Regions from separate parts of the Sus scrofa genome. Here region 1 is linked to region 2. A link is a contact called in public Hi-C data. All regions are on one chromosome and are shown on one strand. Each heading gives the region's core, a stretch centred on a gene start, on an enhancer-like site or on the middle of the called end of the contact. The rest is flanking DNA. Distances are from core to core; before and after follow the strand shown. Region 1 has its middle 110 kb from the start of PPP1R3A. Region 2 overlaps PPP1R3A (protein phosphatase 1 regulatory subunit 3A).

Evidence for each region. Hi-C and Micro-C count contacts between places; a contact is called where the count stands out from the background.
Region 1: a contact with region 2 is called in a Hi-C map of skeletal muscle, with 5 times the contacts expected there. The contact joins two enhancer-like sites. A contact is called at or near these places in 3 of 47 Hi-C or Micro-C datasets (alveolar macrophages and skeletal muscle) and 1 of 2 datasets of contacts at active chromatin or transcription factors (skeletal muscle).

The regions. Positions count from the first base shown.
Region 1 is chr18:32,104,738-32,108,599 of Sscrofa11.1, forward strand. No RefSeq gene overlaps it. Among named protein-coding and RNA genes, the nearest start is that of PPP1R3A, 110 kb to the left of the region's middle. Within about 2 kb of position 1,419, at least 1 of the 83 cell types and tissues checked has an H3K27ac peak or open chromatin away from gene starts, as enhancers often do. A contact at or near this core is called in skeletal muscle, where this site is marked.
Region 2 is chr18:32,037,684-32,041,768 of Sscrofa11.1, forward strand. PPP1R3A (protein phosphatase 1 regulatory subunit 3A) reads left to right here. Exons shown (of 4, transcript XM_003360157.4): 4 at 1-2,266. Among named protein-coding and RNA genes, the nearest start is that of PPP1R3A, 42 kb to the left of the region's middle. Within about 2 kb of position 2,633, at least 1 of the 83 cell types and tissues checked has an H3K27ac peak or open chromatin away from gene starts, as enhancers often do. A contact at or near this core is called in skeletal muscle, where this site is marked.

The DNA of each region.
Region 1 (3,862 bases), core at 169-2,668, 66 kb after region 2:
GAAAATTTTCTTTAGTATTCCTGCTCTCCATGCAGCTCTCAGGAGGCCCTGCATACCTGTGCTGCTTATTTTGACCCTTGTTCTTGCCCCTCCCATAGATGCAGATTGTTGTTGCTTGTTACTCAGGCAACAAGTGTATGGTTCTTACTTGTCTTCCATCTTCAAGACTGCACCAGAGCCTCAAGGCTGTGTTTTTTAGCTCTTTCTCCAGTGGCTGACAACTCCTTCAGTTTTAGTCCATTTGGGCTGCTATATAACCGAATACTATAAGCTGAGAGAATAATAAACAATAGATACGTATTTCTCACAGTTCTGGGGCCTGGGAAGTCCAAGATCAAGATGCTGGCGGATTTAGCATCTGGTCAGGAATTGCTCACAGATGGCTGTCACTTTGCTGTGTCATCACAAGAGGGAAGGGGCAAGTGAGCTCTCTGGGGCTCTACCCTAAGGATCTAATCACTTCCCCAAGGCCTCACTGTCAAATACCATCACACTGAGGGATTAGGTTTCAGCATATGAATTTGTGTGGGGTATGGTACACATAAACATTCAGTCTCTAGCATCTTCCAACACAGCATAGGATCTAAAGGGTAGACAGATTTCCTTCCTCTTATCACTGGCAGCCTAACTCTGTCTTCTACCTGGGGGGAATATCACCAGCATAAATTCCCTGGCCCTCCCCAATATCCTTAGACATCTCTTTTGTATCAGTGCAGGATTGTGGGCATGAGTTTCAGTTTTTCCCACATTCCACGGATATGGAATACAGGGTAACTACTTACATTTTTCGTAAATGCTGTGCTCTCTCTCAAGCTCTCTCCTTGCATATAGTTTCCCTGTTTCTTCACCAAATTTCCCTTTTTACATCACACTCCAGGGGCTTTTCTCCAGCCTTTCTTCTATGACTATAAACATTTTATATTTTTCTATTCTAGCAGTTAATATAATTGATTATTAATTATTTAAAGATGAGATAGAAAATTTCAGAGACATGAGGGTGGATAGAAGATTTCATTTTAGTTCATAGCAGTCTAGTAAGTTGTTCCAGTGGTCTGAAAGCAATCTGGACACCCAACATAGACTAGAGTGTTTACTCAATTCCTTTGTTTCTGCTTTCTACCCTTCTTCTGCATACACTGCTACTCATTGATTTTTAAATATAACTCATATTCTTTAAAAATAAATATTTTAATAATATATAATAGCTTAACACATTGATAATTTTTAAGTATTTTACATTTATTTATTCCTTTAATTTTCAAAACAATCTTATAACAGTGGTATCATCCTATTTAACAAAGAAAGAAAGCAGCAAAGAGAACTTAAGTAACTCATTCAATTTCACACAGCAAGTAAGGGTTAGGCTTTAGATATGGTGCCAGGCAATCTGCCTTTGTGGTTTGAACTCTTTGGGATTGGTGTCGCTCCTCTGTCCAGTTAGCTGTGGCAATAATGGTGACATTACTTGGTATCAGGAATTTGACTGTATTAATTGGGATCCAGATAGGAAAACAGAGATTACTTAGTATAGTTTGTTTAACTGAGAAATTTTAATATGGAATGTTGGTGAAACAGTTTGGGAGGATGGAAAAGACAGAGGGAAACAGGAAGGTTACATGGTTAGTAATTATAGAAGTAGCTTCCACTGCTAGGGACATTAGACCAAAATAGAACATCTTGAGTTATTAGGATCTGAAACTTAGGTAAGAGACTCTAAATAGCTGGAACTCAAAATATTGAAGAGATAGTGCCCAGCTGGGCTGATACTTCAGGAGGTCAGAGGAAGAACTTCACAGAGCTAGGAGCTGGACTTTGGGGGAGGCTGAGTGACTCAGCTGGTCACAGCATTTCAGAAACATGGAGAAAATATCCTGTAGAACTAAGCTTTGGACCTCTGAAGAGGGCGAGTTGTCCAGCTTCTGCTGGAGTCTCAAGATCATAAAGGAAGTTGCCCAAGGGACAAAGATTCAGGCTTCGGAGGAAGGCTGCCTGCCAACTAATGCTAGTATTTGAAAGGGATTTCATGATTTTGTTTAAGGGAGTGTGGGAGAAAAAAGAACCACCTGACCCCGTCGGAGTGAAGGACTGCTGTTGTGGAGATGCTAACAAGCAAACAAGTTTAGGAAGTTCCTTTTCTTTTCCTCCTGGCTTCCAGTTTCTCTATATTATTTTCTGATAGAAGAACCTAACAGGAGGTCGGGTTTACTAATCTAAAAACTTGGAGAAAGGACCTTGCAAAACTCAAACTCGAAATTCTGAGTAGAAGGTATTGCCCAGTTAGAGCTGGTATCAACGCTGGTATCATAAGGCAGAGTATAGAAAAGTGTATTTGGAACTGAAAAACAATAGTTTAATAATTAATACATTGACTTAAATGTGCAGAGCCTATAAGAAGGTCCCTTGGCATTTAGGGCTGGTCCTATCAAGATTCTGAGAAGGAGGTGGTATTATCTGCAACAGAAACCTGCATTGTTTGTCTGAAACACTTCTAGCAATTGAACATCTTCAACTGAACAATTTCTCTCCTTAAAACAACCAATGGGTTTTAATTTTATTCATGAAAGATTTTTGGGGGGATATCTACTCTGACTCCTATACTGTTTATTAAGCCGTAGATAGGAGAAACTTCACAAATGAAAAAAGCAGGTTCACTGTGGAAATTTACAGGCAGAGGGGAATGAAGGTGATGGATGGGGAGTTTGGGGTTGGTAAATGCAAATTATTACATTTAGAATGGAGAAGTAAAGGGGTCCTACTGTACAAAGAAATGTGTCTAGTCTCGGGTAGAACATGATAGAAGATAGTATGAAAATAAAATAAAATAAAATAAAATATGTACACATTATTTCATATGGCTGGTCACTTTGCTGTACAGCAAAAATTGAAGGAACATTGTAAATCAACTATACTTTAACAAAAAAATTTAAAAAAAAGAGACTACAGAGGAGGGTTCCTGTGAACCCGAGACCTAAACCTCTGAGGAGGAAGTGTTAGTACTGCTGCTCTTGTTGTATAATGTTTGGAGAGGGGAGATCATGATGAATCTGGTTTTGCAAGTGTTTGAAAATCTGCAAACCAGATTCAGCTGCTTCGACAGGAAAGAATTGGCACTGTCAGAATGAGAAGTCATTGCTAGGATGATGCTCAGAGAAACAGGAATGAGAAAGGAAGCAAACCACGGGAGAGCATAGCTCTTCTTCCTCCTTTATTCCAGCAGAATCTCTCTAGTGTCTCCTATTGCCTAGCCTAACAGCCTTCATCATGGACAAAAGATGCAGAAATGTGATTTGCAGAGTCCCAGCACTGGCATCACAAAGCCAAGTGTCAAACCGTGAATTTGGATCTAAGAGACAACAGCTTGATAAAGCAGCACAAATGGGCTGCTTGGGCTCTTTCTTTGGAGGAAGGGGTTTGCGAGAGAGAGCACCTTTCTAATTTCAGTTGTAATTCAGTGACTTGACGAGTTTGCTCACCAGCCTAAGTTTTAGTTGGACACTGAGCAGTCTATCCTGATGAGCCAGCTGATCTGGAGGATAGCTGAGGAACACCATTTAGCAGATGAGGGCTCCATCTCCTTGATGATTTGTTTGAGAATAAGTTAAGGGTGGCACGGTGAGAAATACACTCTTCTCAAATGCCAAGGAGTGTTCCTAGAAGACAAGGAGTTTACCCTGAGACAAAAAGATTGGAAGAGCTGGACAACTCTTTGGCACAGAGTGGTATCACTGGGTGGGATGATTGTGCATATGAATTGTCTTTAGACCCTCTGTCAGGAGATCTTCTCCCAATTCAAGTAAAGGGGTCTTTAAGAAAAAAGATAGTAGATTCTGGATTTTTTTAAAGTAGTTGATATGATTAAAGT
Region 2 (4,085 bases), core at 1,383-3,882:
GCATTCTACCTTTAAGAGTTTCAGTCAATATGCCATATCTTATTAATGCAAAGAACACTATATTTTTTATGAACACAGGTGCCTGAACTGTAGTTATTCCCTTATACATAAAAGAATGTAACTTCTTTATCTCTTTTATTTGATTTTTTGGCAACATTAACTTATTAAACCTTCTCATACATATTTGTAATGTGATAATAGAAGTTTCAAAGGGTTTAAAAGACTTCATTGTATACTTTTCTGCATGCAAAGAAGATACAATTGGTAATTAATTGACTTTCCAAACATTACTTATGAAGAATTTGAAACAAAGTCATAAGAATGTACCAACTGCTAGGTGGAAAGGTAGATTTTTGCAGCCTGCTTTGTTCACATCGCTATATTGAATAAGAAAAGTGAATCCCAGGAAGAACCTGGTTAATAAAGATTTGACTGTGAATCATCATGACAAGGATCATCATAGCTACCTTCATTGTGTCTCCTCAAATACTGGTTAAGGGCCAAAAGAGGGTGTGGCATGATAATAAATAAAAAATACTGCATATCTGCTTCTATAGTGGTTAAGAAATGTGATATAATAACCACCACCTTTTATCTTACTGGGCTCCTGACTTTTAGAAACAAAGTTCTAAAAAATTAATTGGCAAGTCAAGCAACTGTAGGTAGTAAAATCAACTATCATAAAAAAAATCACATCTGGAGTTCCCACTGTGGCTCAGTGTAACAAATCCAACTAGGAACCATGAGGTTGTGGGTTCAATCCCTGGCCTCGCTCAGTGGGTTAAGGATCCGGCTTTGCAAGGAGCTGTGGTGTAGGTCGCAGATCCCGCATTGCTATGGCTCTGGCATAGGCCGGCGGCTATAGCTCCAATTAGACCCCTAGCCAGGGAATCTCCATATGCCATGGGTGTGGCCCTAGAAAAGGCAAAAAGACAAAAAAAAAAAAAAAAATCACATCTGTGTAAGCTGCCAATATGTTATAGATTTTTCAATATAAGAGGAAATGATTCAAGATGACATTCACCTCTCAACATTCAAGAACATTAGTTTAATGCAATTGTGTTTTCCTACTAAGCCCCAATATTTTGATAGTAAATTTTTCCTAGGAACATTTATTTACACATATATATGTATATTTATATATATATTTATTTATATATATAGTCTGTCACTATTTTTATGAGAGAAACAGGATCCTCTTTTATTTGTCATCTTAAACCAGTCTACTGGTTAAATGGAAAACTTAAAAATATCCAGATCAAATTTGGGGAATCAAAGAAAATATTTTCCCAAATAGCATTCATGATACTTTCATAAGTTTTTTCAGTCATGAATATTATTTTATATCACCAGACTTGTTGTTTTCTTTATTAGGCTCAATTTTTACATATAAATTTTTGCAAAATAAGCAAACAAAGCAAAACAAAAAAACTAGCAGGAAAACTAATAAAGATACAAGTAGGAGAGCTGTTATCCCCAGGGCCAGTTCACCTACTTATTTTTGTTAACATGATCTCTGACCTTTCAAAATTTCACTGAGTAAATATAGAAAGTGAACTATGCAATAAAGATTGTGGTTTGTTATTTAAGTCCTATCTTTTATTTAAGTCCTTCCAATTCTGTGGAACTGAGAATTAGGATCATTTGATTCTGTAACAAGGTACAAAAGGAATATTCTTCCAGCATTTCCACAATTGTACTCCTATATGAAGACAACAGCTTAAAAAGATACTTTTATTTATTTGATTAATTTGTTTAATTTTATTCAATTTTCAGAAAAAAAATTCATAATAAAGCTCATGGCTACATAAGTTCCTTTTCATCTTTTAAAAATAGATTTGGTCATTAACACAATGTTTTCATAGTTTTACCCAAACCTCTTTAAATAGCTAATAAAATTTTCACTTGGATTTTCAACCCAGCTTTGAACATGTTTTACAAGAAATGCCATTATTGTAGCGTGTTAAAACCTTATTAAACAAACAACTCTTTAAAAATTTCAGAATTTTTATTTTGTGTCTTTTCGATATCTGTTAGGTGCGTACACATTACCTTTGTTTTCAAATATGAAACAATGGTTATGTGAAAATTTAAGGAAGAATTCCCTAAGTTTTTCCTAATATATTTAACTCTTTATATTCATGATAATAAAGAATACCATGTGTAAATCAACAATGGACTACAGAGAAATCATTATTTGCCTGAGATGATGCCAAGATCTGATTCTTCTTTCAATGACTAATTAAACTACTGATCTTGATTGGAATCAATGCTTCGTCCTTCTTATTGCCCCATCTGAACCACGGCCCCTTCATTCCCACTGCTTTGCTTCAAGTCCTCTGTCAGTCAAGCAAGTTATGATTTCCCTAGAAAAGGCCATGCTCATCTGTTCTATGACTGCTCAGGTATGTCCCTCTGTTAAGAAGTCACTTTTAGTTATCTTTCCTTCTCTCTTCCTATCCAACTCGGTACATTTTTCCATGTACAGCTTTAGTCCCCATCCTTTTGAAATCTCCTACTATTTCAGTTGGTAAGATCTCTCCAATTTTTCAGATCTCTTTTGACACTAATCATCTTGCATGCACTGAGTATTTGACTAATTATACTAACTGAACTGTCCGCTTGTTCAGGACAGGAACATGGCTTCTTTCCTCCCACGACTCATAAGGTGTAGTTTGGAGGAAATCTCGGTCAATACCTGTGGATAGAATTGATTTGCAGCGATATCTCCTCTTATCCTTTCCCTGAAACATGGATAAAGTATTCTGAGGTCTGATTTTAGAATGCATAAACTTAAAGCAATGCTAGAATTTTTTCATAAAATATCAAAGACAATGGAGAAATAGGCAAAGAGAATGTAGCTACGAGACAGAATGGTACAGTGGATCTGGGATGTGGGAAAAAGAGAAAAAATCCTTCCTCTCCATTCCCCTTAAAAAATAAATTTTCTATATTTATTAACTTTCCTAGCACAGGAAAAATCCCATTCATTCTATCTCATGGGAAATAATATACAGATTATATATTAAAAGAATAATAATACATACCATAATTCACTGGATAATGTGAAAATTAATAGAACAAGACATATTTTCAGGTAAGGAAGTTTAGTAGCTTAAAAATCAACAAGCATCACAAGGTATAAAGTGTAAGAAACTCAATATTCCCAACTGCTGCCATGCCCTTTGAAAATGGCTGATCTTTCAGTTTCACACCTGTTCAGCATGTCAACTTTTAGAGTAAGCAAACAGAACAACTAGCAACGATAGCAAGTGAATTTTTTAAAAGGAAATATTTGCCTGATTAGCATATGAGATTAGTGACATATACTCAAACACGCACATATACACAGGCACCCACATACATATTTATACATATACATACATGTATTCTGACATCTGATAAGTGAGAGTAATGGCAGCAAACAGTCTACTAATACAAGATGTAGTTATATATATATGATATGTAAAAGATTCATCCTGTCTTTGAAGACATTCATTCTATTATATTTAGATATGAAACTAAAATTATAACACAAAGATATAACTGTTTGGGGACAGAATCTAAAGGAAAGCAGTACATAGCCTGGAAATATATATAGCATGTATATAGCATGACATATAACAGCTTAAGACCATTAGCAATTTGTCTCTTAATATTTAAAGAAATGCCAGATACATGTCTACTCTATTGTAGAATTCATCAATATCATGTATTGGTTGACTTGGTGCTGAGAGGAAACATTTAAAATTTCCTAAAGACACACTCTATAAAACATAATAGCAAACAGCAGAGGGAGAATGCTTAAAAATCATTATGTGAAGTTAGAAATTCTCTTTGTAAACATTTTAAACAATCCATAACCTATTTTAATAATACTATATAGGTGGCCTTTACAGTTTATAAAATTTTTAGTGTGGGGCATTTATGGAAATATGACATTTAAATCAACTTTATACAAATATTCTAAAAATAATATTGATATTTTATTACCACACATTAAGTGATTTTTCCCAATGACAATTCCCAATAATCTTTGGCAAATTCAATTGCCATTTTTCATTATGCATATAAGGAGAATAAGG